2 separate regions of the Capsicum annuum genome follow, and region 2 is linked to region 1. A link is a contact called in public Hi-C data. All regions are on one chromosome and are shown on one strand. The core of a region is the stretch at or near the end of the contact, and the rest is flanking DNA. Distances in the headings are between cores, read along the strand shown. Region 1 holds the start of LOC107872838. Region 2 overlaps LOC107872837 (a long non-coding RNA gene).

The links. Hi-C and Micro-C count contacts between places; a contact is called where the count stands out from the background.
Region 2: a Hi-C map of leaf shows a contact between it and region 1, with 3 times the contacts expected there. The contact joins the enhancer-like site here to the promoter of LOC107872838 in region 1. A contact is called at or near these places in 4 of 5 Hi-C or Micro-C datasets (bud, leaf, pericarp and 1 more).

The regions. Positions count from the first base shown.
Region 1 is chr6:188,677,953-188,681,096 of UCD10Xv1.1, forward strand. It overlaps LOC107872838, which reads left to right and starts at 1,627. Exons shown (of 2, transcript XM_016719460.2): 1 at 1,627-1,919.
Region 2 is chr6:188,738,916-188,742,059 of UCD10Xv1.1, forward strand. It overlaps LOC107872837 (a long non-coding RNA gene), which reads right to left. Exons shown (of 4, transcript XR_007056538.1): 2 at 1,109-3,144; 3 at 554-613. Among protein-coding and RNA genes, the nearest start is that of LOC107872837, 4.4 kb to the right of the region's middle. Within about 2 kb of position 1,431, at least 2 of the 5 cell types and tissues checked have an H3K27ac peak or open chromatin away from gene starts, as enhancers often do. A contact at or near this core is called in leaf, where this site is marked.

The DNA.
Region 1 (3,144 bases), core at 377-2,876:
AAACACCCAACACCTCCCTTGTATTCTCCCTGATGCACCATGCCGCCCTGTCCCATTAATTTGATAACGTTAATTTAATATACTACTATTACTATCCTCAATAATTAATTTAATAACGTTTTATTAAAAGTATAATTTTTTTATTATTATTAGTATAGTTTCATCATTAATTCAATATTTAAATAAATTATATTTAGATATATTATATAACTTAAATTAACTCTCTTCTTTATAATATATATACAAACTCGTGCGATTTTTTTCGTATAAGACTGACCCACCTAATTAATAAATCTTTAATATTGCTCTTTTTCCGCAATGACAAAAGAAATTAGATGCCATTTTAATCTTTGATCCAAAAATAATAAAAAAATAATAGTGAAAAGTCATTTAAAGGTCATATTTGCGCAGTTTTGAATAGTTAAAAGTCATATTTGTGCACTGTCAAAGTTTAAGGTCAAAGTTATAATTTGGTGTCAACTTTAGTATCATATTTATATATTATACCCTTAGATTTTAAGCTGGACGCGCCCAGTTTTTCGTGTTGAACACGCATTTTGCCATGTAAGATCGGAGGTCATATTTGTGCAGTTTCGAATAGTTAAAGGTCATATTTGTGCACTGTCAAAGTTTAAGGTCAAAGTTATAATTTGGTATCAAGTTTACGATCATATTTATGCATTATCTCTTTTGATAATTATGTCGAATAAAAATCAAAGGCATAATACATAAATATGACCCTAAACTTGACACCAAATTATAACTTTGACCTTAAACATTAATTGTACACAAATATGACCTTTAACTATTCAAAACTGCACAAATATGACCTCCGATCCCATATGGCAAAACGCGTGTTGTACACGCCAAAACTGGGCGCGTCGCGCTAAAAAATTGAGCGTTTCAACAGTAAAAAAAAAAAAGGATAAAATGACTATTATACTCTTACAGTCTTACCAATTCTTTTTTATATATTTAAATAACTTTTCACTATTATTTTTTCATTATTTTCAGCTTAAAGATGAAACTATATTAATAATAAATTAAAAAATTATAGTTTTAATAAAACGTTATTAAATTGAAGTTATTAAATTAACTTTATTAAAATATTATTAAATTAACGTTACTAAAACGTTATTAATAAAACATTATTAATAAAATGTTATAAAGGGCAGTAGTAATAGTATATTAAATTAACGTTATTAATAAAAGGTTGTTAAGGGCAGTAATAGTAGTATATTAAATTAATGTTATTAAAACGTTATTAAGGGCAGTAGTAATAATATATTAAATTAACGTTATTAAAACGTTACTGAGATGAAAATTTTATCAAAATATTATAATAATAATAATAATAATAATTATTATTATTATTATTATTATTAGTCGTAGTAGTAGTAATAGTATATTGATAGAAGCAATAGTAGTACGTAATATGTAGAAATAGTAGTAGTATTATAATAATAATAATAATAATAATAATAATAATAATAATAATAATAATAATAATAATAATAATAACGACATCGTTTTAACTTATAGAAGCAAAACGACGTTATTTTAAGTTTCATATCAAAAGTCCTTCAATTAGCCTTATAATAACGTGACATCGTATCATTGGATTATATATCCACGTAGGTGTAAGTGAAACTCACGAACATTGTAAAATCGGAGGTCATCTTTGTTAGATTTTGAATAGCTAAAATTTTTATTTATGTACTGTTAAAGTTGATCAAAATTATAATTTCGCGTGAAGTTTAAGATTTATTTCCCAAAGCAAACTTTTTCAATCAAATTCATTTGCAGCTGATCCCAGCTTGTTCGAATTGAATATAAAGATGTAGGAATGTTTTGTGTCATGTTTAAGAGAGAGACATTTGTACAAGGTGGGCGTTTTTTTTTTTTTCCTTTTCTGATCGGTAAGTGGCTGAGCTGCTTTTGATTTTTCTACTTTTGCATTCTTTATCTCCCCTTTTGGTCGCTTTAGGCATCCTTGTTCCTACCTATGAAGTAAACCCAGCAAACTTAAAATAATTCTAAAAATTACTTCTTTTTTGAATTGAAACAAGGTTAATGGAGCACAGCTCAGTAAATGAAAACTTCATTTTCTGATTCAGATTACTCTCATATGTATGATGTCTTGATGGTATGTTGACTTCTTGGTCTTATTTACTTATTTGCCTACCTGCTGTTTCATGAATTAGAATCTTGTTTTTACAGTTCCTGGTAATATGCCTTCTTTGCACTTATTGTTCTTTAAATGTCTTAAAAAAAGCTCACCCTGAACTTTCCGCTGTGATTTCCAGCTCTTACGGTTTCATGAGATGAAACTGTTCCTCCCATCCCAATTAATTTGACACCTTTCAAATTTTAAGATTCAAACAAGTCTTTTTTTGACCTAAAAAAATTTTAAAGATTCCATGTCTGAACTCACCATCACAATTAAATTGTTTGACTTTCAAAATTCAAACTCTGCCACATAAATTGGGACGGACGTGTAATAACAAAATTGTGGCCATATTCCCTGATTCATACTCATTTGCTCATGTTTTTCTTTTGTTAGTTTAGTTCAATAAACATATGGTGTGCCTTGATTGAGCTTTAAGGAAATTCATTTAATATCACATTTTTTGTAGGGGTTTTATGTAGTTTAGTTTTGTATATCTTTTTCCTTGGTTTTGTAACTAGACAGATCTCTGCGGAGGACAGATTTCTTTTTGGTACCAGAAATGGAGGCTTGCCTCTAGGTTACTCTGCGATAAGAATGTATCGTCAAGGCTTAAAGGTAAATCCTATAGAGTAGTGGTTATACCAACTTTGTTGTACTAGGTAGAGTGCGGGCCAGTTAAGAAAGCCCACGTCCAAAAGATGAAGGTAGCAGATATGAGGGCGGGCTCAGCTGGATGTGTAGGCACACAGATATGATAAGGATTGAAGTTATTCGGGACAAGGTGGGAGAGGCCTCCATGATGAACAAGACGAGAGAAGTGAGGTTGTGGTGGTTCAGGCATGTGAAGAGGATATAGGGGGATGCGCAAGTTAGGATGTGTGAGAAGTTGGTAGCAGCCAAGAGTTAGGAGAGAGGTAGGGGGAGTAAGAATTGGGGAAGGTGATTAGACGAGATTTGACTTAGCTCTAGTTTAC
Region 2 (3,144 bases), core at 181-2,680, 61 kb after region 1:
AGTAAAAACTTTCAAGATGGTTTGGCTTAAGTTTAATTTGAAGAATACCTCATGATCACTACTGTCACACCCCTTTTTCGACTTCAAAAAAAATTAGATTTTAAGATTCGAAAGAGTTTTTATTATTAAAGTGACAAAATGAAGAAAATTTGTTTCGAAAAAGAATTATTTACTTTTTTTGATTTAGAGTCACCACTTGACATAATCGGGTGTGCCAAGTTATCTTTGAAAATCCTTTTTCAAAACTATGTTTTGACTGTTTTAAACTGGTTTCAAACAGAGATTTCGACTAAGGAATTCTGTTGACCGAGGGGAAGGTGTTAGGCACCCCTCGATCCCGTGGTTCGACCACGGTCGCTTGGTGGAGCGTATCGATTAATTTTGACACTAAGAATGTATAAACCACACAAAAACACATAAAAAAATCAATCAAACAAACAAAATAAAACAATCCAAAATTTAGCATCCAGTCCAATTATAAAATCCAAAAAAAAATGCAGAAATATAAACCTATCTAACCTACACTAATCCTAACTACGCTCCCGTACTTTACCCGATGTCTCGGGCCTTGATCACGAACCATCTTCGAAGACTTACTACGTCGGGGCATTCCCTGATGAATAAATACATGAAACGTCGAGGCATTCCCCATCCAAATAAATACACTTGAATCAAATACGATAAACTAGAAAGAAACATTCACACACATATTCAAACATTCAACCAAAACACAAGTTCTAAATTTGCCTATCCGCACCTACATTACCTATCCATTTCGGCCTAAACATACTACTATTGTGTTCAACAGCATGAACCGAAATTAATTCGAATTCAGCGTCATCAATATCCATTTCAAGTCAAACCAAACAATTCAAATTACTTCATTAGTCTGCGATTCCGATCCCCCACATTTATACATGACAGTTTTTAAACCCGAGCACAATTATCCTTCCATATCATCATCGATTTCATGCTAAAGACTACTTATTCAGGTAAAACAACATCAATCACCAACAAAAATGTTCAATTAACAAACAATACACTACCACAACATCCACGTACTAAATATCATAACAAGGAAATCAAAGAGTAAGGATTAGAAATGGACCTTCGAAGAAACGATTTCGTGATAATATGAGTTAAGAGAGATCCGCAGTCGAAACCCCGAATAGAAACCTCAACGACGAACCAACTCAATACAAAAACCAAACTCGAAATCTAATTCAAATACCAAATTCACAAAGCAAGGAACCCCAATGATGAATAACCAAATCAGTATCAAGAAACCCCCCACCCGAACAGATTTGAAAATCGATGAAAAGTCTCGAAATTAAACAACCGACCTAGAATTGAACGCCAACAACAAAAATCCAAACCCGATTTCGGGTAGAAAACTGAGGGCGAGTACAAATTTGAACTCTGATGAGCTATCCGCGATAGAAATTGACTGGAATAGATCAGATTCTAGCTAGATTTTGTCCAGAAATTAATAAGACCGAGAGGATTTAGGGGGATTTCAGGATGGAGCAGGCCTAGACGATGAGTTTGACGTCGATTCCGGCTAGATTTCACCGGAATCCGAAAAGAAACGATCAAATAATGGTCTTTTGTTTCGTTCTCTCTCCTCTCTTTCTACTTTTGCGCTCTTTCTTTACTTTTTTGATCACCTACTTCTCGATTTCTCTACTTTGTGCGTGTGAGTTTACTGTGTGTATGTGTGTGCAACAGTGTGTGCGTGAGGATTCTATATTTTTTTTGGAGTGATAAGAGAGTGTTGGTGAAGTTGTTAATGGAGAAGAAAAGAAAGAAAAATGGAGTCCCTTTCCCCTCCTTTTTCAGTTTTGTGCAAATGGTGTATATGTATATTGTGAAGGTGATGTGTAAATGATGATCCTTTCTTTGTTAGGTGTACCTGTGGGTCCCCCTTCTTTTTGTTGTTAATGTATTATGTGAGGATAAAAATGTGAGTGGATATAGAGGTGGAAGCTTTTGATTGGGTAGGCTGTTAGGATAAAGTTTGTTAGGATAGGATCCAAACAAGATAAAATTTGTTAAGGGTTGTTATTTTTGTCATTTTATGGAGGGTATAATCACGTGAGTAAGGGTGTATCATAAAGTGAGGTAAAAATGAATAAAATTGAACTTGGAAGGGACAAAATTAGATGTCTACAACTACCTTGACCACCCCGAGGAGAAATACGCCCTGGATAATCAGGAGGATAGAATGTCGGTGATATCAATAGAACGCCTCCTAAATGCCCCCTAAACATTCCCTTTGGAAGCACCTCCTTGTGCCCATTCCGATAAGACTTCAACAGAACAATAATAGCCCAAAAATTAAGATCCACGAGCTGATTATTTGACAAAAAAATATTAGCCACGCACTTATTATAAGTACCGAACACAGGGAATAGTTGCAAATCACAGTGGAAATGAAATAAGAGATTATAAGATTTACTCCGTAGACTAAATAAATATTCTTGAGCTACTCAATGTGCAAAACATATTTGATAAGAAGCAAAACCCTTTACAGAAAATCTTTACAGAAAATGAAGCACCGAATGCAAATGAGACAGATTATATAATTTGTATACACACCAGCTTATATTCAAAGGTGGTGAAAACCAGAAAGTGTAGTGTTCCCTCACCGAATCAACAATGTCGATAATTGATTCATTTCCCAGCCCATAGAAGGGATCAGGAACAAGCTTGTTCTTTACCAGGTTCCTGAACACTGCAATTTAAATTACAAAGTGATTCCCAGAAGTCAGACGCTAGTCTTCTTTTAGATGCTGTTGGCGTTTACGGAAGAAAATGCAGCCCAAGGATGCTACAAGCCTCACCGAGGTAACCATCTATAGCTTTATAAGTCACACAAATAGGCCATTCTTAAATGCAAATACCGGCCATTCTTAAATGCAAATACCAATTGTGTCGTAAATGAGAATAAATCATTTACTAAAATATTTTTCAGCCCCGGGCAAAGGTCTACAAAATAGGAAAATGTGATCTTTCCATGAAGAGCATAACCTATGTATAAAAAGGATCTTTCCCTCCAGCTCTAAGACATAGGAAATGTAAATGCATATGAATAAATTAGCACTCAAGCACCAAGGAAATCTGTGAGTCGGTAATAACTATGGC